Regions from separate parts of the Zea mays genome. Here region 1 is linked to region 2. A link is a contact called in public Hi-C data. All regions are on one chromosome and are shown on one strand. The core of a region is the stretch at or near the end of the contact, and the rest is flanking DNA. Distances in the headings are between cores, read along the strand shown.

Evidence for each region. Hi-C and Micro-C count contacts between places; a contact is called where the count stands out from the background.
Region 1: a Hi-C map of root tip shows a contact between it and region 2, with 3 times the contacts expected there. The contact joins the enhancer-like site here to the promoter of LOC100194242 in region 2. A contact is called at or near these places in 2 of 25 Hi-C or Micro-C datasets (root tip and tassel).

What each region holds. Positions count from the first base shown.
Region 1 is chr3:193,130,047-193,135,690 of Zm-B73-REFERENCE-NAM-5.0, forward strand. LOC100191243 reads right to left here. Exons shown (of 8, transcript NM_001136677.1): 2 at 749-1,112; 3 at 465-572; 4 at 166-303; 5 at 19-66. The coding sequence starts at 1,069. Among protein-coding and RNA genes, the nearest start is that of LOC100191243, 14 kb to the right of the region's middle. Within about 2 kb of position 1,610, at least 2 of the 20 cell types and tissues checked have an H3K27ac peak or open chromatin away from gene starts, as enhancers often do. A contact at or near this core is called in root tip, where this site is marked.
Region 2 is chr3:192,980,936-192,986,606 of Zm-B73-REFERENCE-NAM-5.0, forward strand. LOC100194242 reads right to left here and starts at 1,322. Exons shown (of 2, transcript NM_001139283.1): 1 at 1,011-1,322.

The sequences.
Region 1 (5,644 bases), core at 360-2,859, 150 kb after region 2:
AAAGCTAAGTGGATGCACCTTTATGAAGTCGCTAAAGCATGGATCCCAATCATTGATCCTGTAATTCTGAAGACCAAGAAGCAACAGAACAAAATTAGATATCCTAAGCAATTGCAGTACAACATAATATGAACACTAACAACATGAAGGAAGAATAGCTTTTACCAGTCTACGTAAACCACGGCCAGAATTTGGGACATAAGCATTGACCAAGTAAAAATCATCAAACTCCAAGGTAATAAGCCTGCCTTCCTGATCATGCTCTGGTATGCCAAGCCCATATTGAACTGAGATTGGTTGTACCTGTTAATGCATACAAAAGAACACGGAAAGTGAGGTTAGATATATACTATGTATCAACTGATAGTATTGGGTTCAGAAGATTTATTGCAATGCTGCTATCCACTGACTTTTTAGTCAGTACAAAAGGGAGATGCTGGGCATTAACCACAGGAAGAACATACCCGTGATATAACAGCAGTTCCTGAATAACCAAGCCTTGCAACACTGCATGACCAACAGGTGTAATCATATTCATGTACCAGGTTTTTAAAAAGGTCAACATTGCGCTCCTGAAAAGAGAATGGAAACCTGATCATGGCATTGGTATGTGTGCATCATAAAGAAAGATCACCATATCATGATATATTGGATTATTTAGAAACCCCATGTACACATCAAAGCATCCCACTGCCCAGGACGAAGCTGTATATGAGGGAGCAGCAATGGAAACACCAAAACAACTTGCCTCCAAGTGTGTCTCTTGAAGACATAAGACGTCAAAGTTCTCTCTGGCAACCAATTCATCTGCAGAAAACCCTGACTGTACAATAGCTTGCAGTCCATTAACGTTCCAGGACAGAATCTTCATAGAATTGGTATCAGTGCTAAGTGGTGGAGGCCTCATTGTCCTTGGATTATAAGCAATCCATTGTGGTCGTCTCTGTTTGTGGGTAAGGTGAGTCCAGGGCTCAGACTTCCATGCAGAGTGACGCATAGATGTGGAGCTCATGTTCGCTGCACACCACCTCTTGGCAGGGTAACCACGCTGAGAAGATGTGGAGTTCATGTTCACCACAATACGCTTGATTCCTGGAATCAGATAGACACGACTGCAGAAGGAGGAGTTCAGTACATTGGAACTGACAAGGCATGCAGATAAAAAAGAATGTAGATGACAGTTGATCAGAAAACACTGTAAATCTGCCATCAAGTGATTCTAAGCAGAAGAATCCCAAAGCAAAATGCCAACTTCATATACGGAACAAAGGTGTGCATATGCTACCCAGTTCACCATTGACCAAAAACAATCCCATAGATTAAATAAGAAAAAATAGTACTCAGGTGCACCTTTCTTCAGCCAAAGGTATGCATCCGTGGTGCAATAAAGTTAGAAGAACAGCTTATGGCAGCTTTGGGTGAAGCTAACTGTCGTAGCAAAAACACATGGGTACCAAAGGTACCTGCAAAAGAATTGCTAAGGGAGTGAGGAATGAACCATGGCACGTAGAGTATGTCTACCAGATCATGACATTATGAGCCTAGCACACAGATTTCTAGAGGTTCGAGTCACAGAGTGCGAATACCCTATGTCTTGCTGATGATGGATGTGTACAAAGTTACAAGCCTCAAGCCAGAGAGGGGAAAACTTCTACCAAGAGGAAGGATAGACAAGTCAAGCTAGACTAACTTCTCCTATAACCAATTGGCAGGATTGCTTTCTTGACTTGAATTCGGTGGATCCTAGGACGTGAGGGGCCTCAAAGGCTATTATGCCAGATGTCCCGAGGCGCAAGGGGAACTGGGGGCTTATACTGTTCGATGTCCTGGGGCGTAAGGGGCCCCGAAGGCTTTATACTGGTAGATGCCCCGAGGCATGAGAGGCCCCGAGGGCTTATACTGCTAGGCACCCTGGGCACGAGGAACCCAAGGCTTCTGCATGCCACGTCATGTGGTCTATCAAACTTAGTCAGTGTCACCCTTGCATGAGCCTTAGTTACTGCCGAAGTTCTTCATTACCTGTGGAGGCCTCCTGATATAGAGTTCGAGAATAATGCCCTTCTATTGTGGGTCCAAGAGTAGTAATTGAAAATCTTGATTTAACTAAAACAGGTAACCTAGTTGGGGATGTATCTCAAGGAGAATATATAATAAGGGGTGGTCAGGTAAAAAGGTTACACAACCTATCTTTGAGGGCTCTGGATTGGAGATAGCAGAAAGTTGGGCGTTTAGGGGAGGCAATTTATATTCAGGTATCTCTGCAGTTTTCAAGAGAGGATGAAATAGCAAGTTTGGAATCAACAACTGGAATTGAATGCTCAACAGGTGAAGAACATGCAAAAGGGGTGACCAATGTGGACAACTTTTTTTTGAATGTAAGTTAGCGTAGGGGAGGTCCCTACAATATTTATATTGAATAGTAAATATTTACATGGGGGAAATGTTAATCGTAAAGAAGTTGGTGGGTGGGGCAGATTACAATTGGTCTAGCCAAAGCCTAACAGGATTTGCTAATGACGATTTCAATTTGTGACTTATGAGTAACATCTCCTGAGTAAACAGGGACTTGCATCTTGTTATTGTGGGCGGAATGCTTTCAAAGATCCACCCATTCCTGATCTTCCATATGCAACAAAGCATTGTTATGTTTGATTCCCTGACCATGGCACTTTCTGTCTTTTGATCCTGCTAACAGCAGTGTGCGGATTTGAGGGAAGGGACGCCATAATCCCAAGAAGTTCCCAACACCTTTTTTTGCAAAGTTGCGTCGTAGGAATAGATGAGACAAGGTTTCATCCTTCTACAAGATGCAGTTTTCACACTTATATGAGTCTAACTCCATCTGTCTTCGGCGAAGCATGTCTTTGGTGTTCAAACGACCTTTCAAGAATAGCCAGAAGAAGAATTTTTGTTTGGCTTGACATTTGGAGTTCCACAACCAAAGGAATACTGGATGAACCTGCATGTATCCCATGAAATGTTTGTACGCCTTACTGAAAGGGAAATAGGGTCAAACCTTTTCCTAAATGATTTTTGTGATTGAATTGCCCAACACAAATAATTGGACTAACTAGTTTGCTCTAGATTTTAAGTTCTACAGGTACCAAAGGTTCAACACAAACCAATAAAAAGTCCAAGAAATGGTTCAAATAAAAAGGAGCAAAACCAACCGAAGGCTGCCCTGGTCTGGCGCACCGGACAAGTGTCCGGTGCACCAGGAAGATCAACTCTGAACTGCTCAGCTTCGGGTTTTTGGGAGCCAGTCCGCTATAATTCACCGGACTGTCCGGTGTGCCAAGCGGAGCAACGGTCGCCAGCGCAACGGTCGAGTTCAACGGTCGGCTGACAACGCTACAGTGCGCGGACAGTTCGCGCAGAGTCAGAGCAGGCGCCAGAAGGCGCACCGGACAGTGAACAGTACCTGTCCGGTGCACCATCGGACTGTCCGGTGGCCCCACCTGTCAGAGCTCCAACGGTCGAACCCTAACGGTTGGGTGACGTGGCTGGCGCACCGGACTGTCCGGTGCGCCCATCGACAGCAGCCCCTCCCAACGGTCATTTTGGTGGTTGGGGCTATAAATACCTCCAACCACCACACTTCAAGGCATCCAAGTTTTCAGCCAGCACATTCAATACAAGAGCTCTAGACTTCACTCCAAGACACAAAAGCAAAGATCAAATCCTCTCCAAGTCTCAAACACATTCCAAAGATTTAGTGGCTTGTGAGAGAGACATTTGTGTTCATTTGAGTTCTTGTCTCTTGGATCGCTTTTCTTCTTCCCCATTCTTGTTTCTAAGACATTTGTAATCAAAGCAAGAGACACCAATTGTGTGGTGGTCCTTGTGGGGACTAAGTGTCCCAATTGATTGAGGAGAAAAGCTCACTCGGTCTAGGTGACCGTTTGAAAGAGGGAAAGGGTTGAAAGAGACCCGGTCTTTGTGACCACCTCAACGGGGAGTAGGTTTGCAAGAACCGAACCTCGGTAAAACAAATCACCGTGTCACACTCTTCATTTGCTTGTGATTTGTTTTCGCCCTCTCTTTCGGACTCGCTTTTATTTCTAACGCTAACCCCGGCTTGTAGTGATGCTTAAAGTTTATAAATTTCAGATTTGCCTATTCACCCCCCCCCTCTAGGCGACTTTCACTTATAGGATGAGTAGTGTTGGCTTCCCCATATGTACTTTCACTTATCGTTGTGGTCGAAATTTCAGGGTTCTTGTAACATAGGGAGCAAACACAGATACTGTTGACATGCTTCTTGTGATAACAGAAGATGAAACATCTCATGAGTGGATTGTAGGGCCCTGGCTTGGAGAAGAGTGATGTTCGTATTGGCCACAAAGAGAATAATTCAGGGTATAACTGAGAAGTAGTTGGTCCTTCCATAAATCATGCCATACCTGGACAGAACTCCCATTCCCTGCAACAACCTTCGAGACTCCTTTAAAGGAGGTTAGTGTCTTCTGGATTCCCAATGTGGACAACTCAAATGGGGGAGATTCAGTTAACACAGAAAGGGCCTGCCAGCAAGTCTATGGAAATACAAGGACAAACAAATGTTCACCCGGAAGAAAAGAGACAGATAACAGGGTTTTGATAGGGAAAGAGGGGGTTTTATAACGAGAACCAAAAGGGGCAGCTCCGGATTAAGCAGGGAACACAAAATATTGAGTTAACATGAATGTCCATGAGCTAGCACCAGTTGATAGACAAGGTCGTTGATAACCTCCCGAAATGGAAGGTCTCTCTGATGAATCGAGCAGGAAGACTCACAAAAACATCAGTTCATACATTTGTCTACCTTCTGCTGGGGCTAGTGGAGGTATCCTTGTGGCTTGGAGAAGACATGTTGGGGTTTCAGGCCAGAAAAGACAGGACACTCACAGTGTCTCAGTTCAGTTTTGCAGTGAAGATAGAAGTGCGTGGTGGCTTACTTGTGTGTATGGCCCTCCAAGAAATAATGAAAAGGATAGTTTTTTACAAGAACTCAGAGATATTAGAACTGCTTGCCCTGGACCTTGGATGATAGCTGGAGACTTCAACCTCATTTTTAAGGACTCTGATAAGAATAATGCAAATCTGAATAGAGTCATGATGAGAAGGTTTAGAGGGCTGATCGAGGATCTTGCTCTTAAAGAAATTCCTTTGCATGGGAGGAAATTTACTTGGTACAACCATCAAGAGACACTTGTTCTAGTCAAGCTAGACCGTGTTCTTTGTTCAGTTGACTGGGAACTGCTCTTCCCCAATGTTTTACTTCAAAGTGCTGCTTCCCAGGATTCTGACCATTGCCCCTTGCTTTTGGGGCTTAGGGATAATAAATCTGGAAAACGAAGGTTTCACTTCGAATCCTTTTGGACCAAGTTGGATGGTTTTCAGGAGGTTGTTCATTCTGGATGGAATGCAGTGATACCGGTCCCTTGCCCCTTTAAAACTGTAGAATTGAAGCTCAAAGAAACCGCCAAAAGGTTGCAGGCTTGGAGCGAAAAGAAGGTTGGTCACGTGCATTCTCAACTTGCTTTGACCAAAGAAGTTCTCCACAGACTTGAAATGGCTCAGGATTTTAGAGTGCTCATTCAGGCTGAGATTTGGCTCAAAAACCGGCTGAAGAAGCAAGCTTTACTGCTTTCCTCTCTCAAGC
Region 2 (5,671 bases), core at 72-2,571:
AGAAGTAAACTAAAATACTCAGGGGATCCAAAGATTCCTTTTGTAAACGGTCGATTTAAAGTGAATACATTTTTTGCCCAAACTTCAATCAGACTTTGATTATCTCGAAAAGATTGACCGTTAGTTCTTGAAATTCCTACTAAAAATATTTCAGTTCATTCAATGGATCTTTTTTATTGATACTGGCTTTTCAGGGAATCCAGATATCGCCCTATATGTGCTTACTTGCAATTTGACTAAAATTCTAGCGATAGTTATGAGGCTCCTACTCCTATGTTGGCACAAAACAGAAAGTGGATGTACCAGTTAATCGACTACTAGGGATGGTAAGGGCTCTAGATTTTACACTATAAAATTGAAGGATCGAATCGGGTTAGGATCGGGCTTTATTCCTACTCATTTTTTAACTAAAATTGATTAAGGGCCCTAACTTATTGTGAAGAAACGTTTGGATCGTGATCCATTACCACCCCTATTGACTACTGATCCTATGCGAATCAACTGGAATTTACTGGAAGCTAAATAGAAATAGGTTTTTTTGTAGCACTAGATTAAATTCAGCATCTGGCAAACCGCGGCTTTCGGTGTTCCTCTAACAATCGTATATAAAAAAACAAAAAAAAGGGAAAGAGGAAAGCAGACGGGCAACACGTCCTTGCGGGTTGGGCGGCGTGTGCTCAATCTCAGAAACAAACATTTCTCCTACCGCAATAGAAAGGGCGAGACGGCCTAATAAGATCCCAGAACTCAGTGCAAATCAAAGCTTACACACATTTCTTGAGGGTTTCCCTCTACTCCAGAAGAGCGGAGAAAGCAACTACTACAATGATACGGGAACGGCCATGAATGGATCTACAGACCGCACGTCCACCCATAACCCAATTCCACAACGACCCAATCCAATCGCTAGCATTTGGACAGTGAAGGGCGATCGATCGACCCAGGGCACGCATCAATCCACCGATAAAGAAAAGGGGCGGGAGCGCATCGGGGGGTAGGTCATTGAGTACCTGCTGCCAGGAGCGCCGTCGGGAAGAATAGAAGATGGGGTTGCGGGTGACGGGGTGAGTGACGAGGGGCGTGACACACCAGTACACCACAGGGCAGTGCGCCCGATCGGGCGCGGGCAGCGAGTAGTGAGTGATACGGCTGCTAGTCTAGTAGTCTCCTTCTCATCTCATATAATCCCACAGTATTGTTGCTGCTAACCCGGAGTGGCGCCGCTCGGCGTGTGTACTCAGCACTGCACGCTCACGGGCCCGCCGCCCGCGCGCCGTTGGGTTGTGGCGTGCTCGAAGCTTCGAGAGTTCGAGGCGGGCGTGGCACCTCCCGCACCGCACGGCCGGGCTGGGTCTCTTCATTTTAACCTTAAATTAGGCCTTGCTCGGTTTTATTAAAATTTATATGAATTAAAGGTTTATTAGACCTTCTTTGATTATTTCTGCATCACACGGACTGAAGGAATTGAAAACGTTAGTAGGGATTTTGACTTACTATATATTTAAACTCACTCAATCACACTTGTTGAACACCAAAATGAGCGGACGGTCCGGCCCATGGGCCCGGACGGTCCGCGTGTCCCGAGATTAGATTAACTCGGATGTTTATCCTTATCTCGTGTGTGGTTATCCATCTAATCACGTGTGAGTTTGTTGGCTATCTTTTAGGAAAAGGTTCAGACCTCCTCCCCTATAAATATAAAGGGGTACGGCCGATTGAGAACCCCCGAACACATTCCAATCGAACCAATTACCTTACTTACTTTTCCTGCCCTAGGAGTAGATGTAGCATAGTTCTAGTTGTAGACTTCCGCATATCCACCTCCACCCCTAGTCGACTCTACGTCGTCTAGATCTGTCTTGGGTGGCCTGCCGATCCCAAGACGACCCTAGGATCTCACCCCTCCTGGGGGGCAAGGTCTAGTTTTCCATCCAAGACCTCTTCCTCGATTTGATCTCTTAATTCCTAGGCGACTCCACGTCGTCTGGGGACGCCCCGGGTGACCTGTCGACCCGGAGCACTTTAAGATCTTTTCCCCCTAGGGGACGAGATCTAGATTCCAGCAAGGAGGAGGAAGACGACCCTGTCACCAGGTCGCGGACCATCCTGCCCAGAGCTGCGGACCGTCCGGTGTGACGCAGGGAAGACACCGCTCCTGCGCCCAGGTCACGGACCGTCCGGCCCAAGGCCGCGGACCGTCCGCGCCGTCGCAGAAGGCACTACCAGGCGATCCGGCGACCTATCGCAGGCCGCCACTACTGTTCATCTTGCGGAGCCGAACCCAAGGTGCCAAGTACCGCCAAGCGGTTCATTATTGTGTTTGGTGACCAAAAAGGCACCAACATACTTTTGGCGACTCCGCTGGGGAACGAGGTTGAAGATCTACAAAATCAGGCTTATATGGCCGATTCTAAAGATCTCAACAGGGCTTCTCCAAACAGCAGCACAAGGCTGACTAATTTATCGGCCGCTGAGCATAAAAGATTAAAAGATGACATGAAGAAAATAGATGAGGAGGTCCAACGACAAAAAGATCAGGTGCTCAAGGTGGCGGATAAATGGTTCCTCTCGCACTTCAGGGTGGATTGCCACCAGAAGACCGTCCAAGAAAGGGAAATAGACGCCGATTACATGTCATCCGTGCTGCAACAGCTCCCCACAATAGGTGATGTCAAGTCAGTCGATGATATTCCATCTATTAAAATTTCTTTTGATAATCGGATTAAAAGTATCACAGAGGATATAGAAAGGATGGCGCACGCATTAGGAAAAACTCACATGCCTAGTTTTTTATCACATAAATTAGGCGCCAAAACAATTGCGCCAAATATATCGGCAACAAAAGGGTTTTCCCAGCCATACTCTGGTATGCCGATGGACTCATATCCAGGACGACCGTCACCACCATCTTCGCTAAATGGTGAGTCAACTCTGAGCGCGGCCGGACCGTCCGCACACAATATCGGACCGTCCGGCCCTCCGTCAGACCGTCCGGCACCCTACGCCGGACAGTCCGGAGTTACACAGAGCCTACCACAAGGGTCACATGTGTTTCCTGACGTGACCGGATAGTCCGAGAATAGTACCGGACCGTCCGATCCATCCACAGACCGTCCGACTGCGCAGGTCGGACCGTCCGGAGCACCAGAAGTCACCTGTGATCCGCCTAGTGCGGAAGGCCGGCGTAAATATAACCGGCCACCCAAGCCCCAAGAACAAAAAAAGTCACACGTCCCTGAGCTTGTTTGGCCCACTAAGGCCAAACCTTCTGTTCGCTCTCACCCGCACTCGACACAAAAGGAAAAGGTTAAGTTCACATTTAATATTACTAAATGTGATAAAATATTTGATGAGTTGCTTAAACATGGTAATATTAAATTGTCACATGTAATTCCTCCGGTTGAACAATTAAAAGGGTGTGTTTATTGCAAATGGCATGGCTCCTTTCTCCATAACACCAAGAATTGTGTCGTCTTCCGTCGGCAAATACAATCGGCTATAAACGAAGGTCGGTTGAGGTTTCAAAAAGAGGTGAAAATTGACAGGTCACCTGTTCCTATCACCACATTAGAGCCAACGAGCAAAAAGGCCATAATTCGGCCTTGTGCGGCCGATAAAAGTAAAAATAAAAATATCGTCATTGGTAATCCTCGCACACCAAATATGTCACGCAGAATGGTTACTCTGAAGGCTCCGGACAAAAGAAAGACCGGAGGCACCGGGGGGCAAGCACGATCGGACACCCGATCACGGTCACCTGTTCTGTGTACGTCGAACGATCCAGGTACTAAGGCCGAACAGTCCGAGACAGGCGCGGACAGTCCGGCTATGATGGCCGGACGGTCCGCAGATGGTCAGAAGCAGCAACCTCAGACCATCGGACCACAACGTTCCAACACGAGTGTTAGGAAACAAAACACTACTAAGACGTCTGGACGGCTCAGTAGAGTCGGCCCTACTTTTGGTCAGTTGCTTGCCAAATATATGAAGAAGGCCGTTCCACACAACCGGCCAATAAAACAAACGAAGTCAAAAGGGCGACCTGTGCGAAAGCAAAAGCCGACTAAACGGACCCAAAGGGTAGCACAACCAAGATCGCCTTGTCATCCTCCTCCAGGGATAGCATGGTGCGTCCCGTTCTATCCATCGCCGATGTGTTGTCCTGCTCATGTGTGGGGTGGTGAGAGCACCTAGAGGGGGGGGTGAATAGGTGATCCTGTAAAACTTAAACTTATAGCCACAACAACTTGTTAAGTGTTAGCGCAATTATTGCCAAGTGGCTAGAGAGGAGTCTCAACAAAACACAATACCACAAAAGATCAAACACAGAGAGGACACAGTGGTTTATCCCGTGGTTCGGCCAAGACCAACGCTTGCCTACTCCACGTTGTGGCGTCCCAACGGACGAGGGTTGCAATCAACCCCTCTCAAGCGGTCCAAAGACCCACTTGAATACCACGGTGTTTTGCTTGCTTTTTCTCAATCCCGTTTGCGAGGAATCTCCACAACTTGGAGCCTCTCGCCCTTACAATTGAAGTTCACAAATAAACACAGAGCAAGGGGGGAATGAGCAACGCACACAAGACTTCAAAAGATCAGAGCAACAACACGCACACAAGCAGCAACAAGAGCTCGCAACACAACTCAAGAAGTTCACAACTCCACAAGAGCTCTATATGCTATCACAATGAAACGAATGCGCGAGATCGATGTCTTGGTGCTTAAGAATGTTGTAGGAATGCTTGGTGTTCTCCTCCATGCGCCTAGGGGTCCCTTTTATAGCCCCAAGGCAGCTAGGAGCCGTTGAGAACAAATCTGGAAGGCCATCCTTGCCTTCTGTCGTCGGGCGCACCGGACAGTCCGGTGCACACCGGACACTGTCCGGTGCCCGATTTCTTTCCTTAAACAACCCAGTCGACCGTTGCCGACCGTAGCAGATCTGGCGCACCGGACATGTCCGGTGCACACCGGACAGTCCGGTGCCCCCTCCCGACCGTTGGTCAGGCCACGTGTCTCGCGCAGATCGCGCGGCCGACCGTTGGCCCAGCCGACCGTTGGCTCACCGGACAGTCCGGTGCACACCGGACAGTCCGGTGAATTTGAGTCGTACTCCGTCGGCGAATTCCCGAGAGCGGCCTCTTCAGGCCGAGTCAGCCTGGCGCACCGGACACTGTCCGGTGCACCACCGGACAGTCCGGTGCCCCAGACCGAACTGAGTCTTGGCTGTACACAGCCAAGTCTTTGCACCTTTCTTCTTTTCTTTTTCTTTCTGTTTCTAACACTTAGACAAGTATATTAGTACACAAAACCAATGTACTAAGGCTTAGAAACATACCTTTACTTGATGATTTGCACTTTGTTCATCCATGGGCATAGAGTCACATTTAGGCACTTGTGTTTGCACTCAATCACCAAAATACTTAGAAATGGCCCAAGGGCACATTTCCCTTTCAATCTCCCCCTTTTTGGTGATTTATGCCAACACAACATAAAGCAACTAAAACAAGTGCAAAATCACTTCAAATAAAATAACTTTGAGTTTTATTCAATTTTGGCATATATGGATCATGCTTTGCCACCACTTGGTTTGTTTTTGCAAATCAAACTCAAATCTCTATCTCTAAGTCAAACACACATGTTGAAGCATAAAGAGAGTCATTCCTAAAGAGAT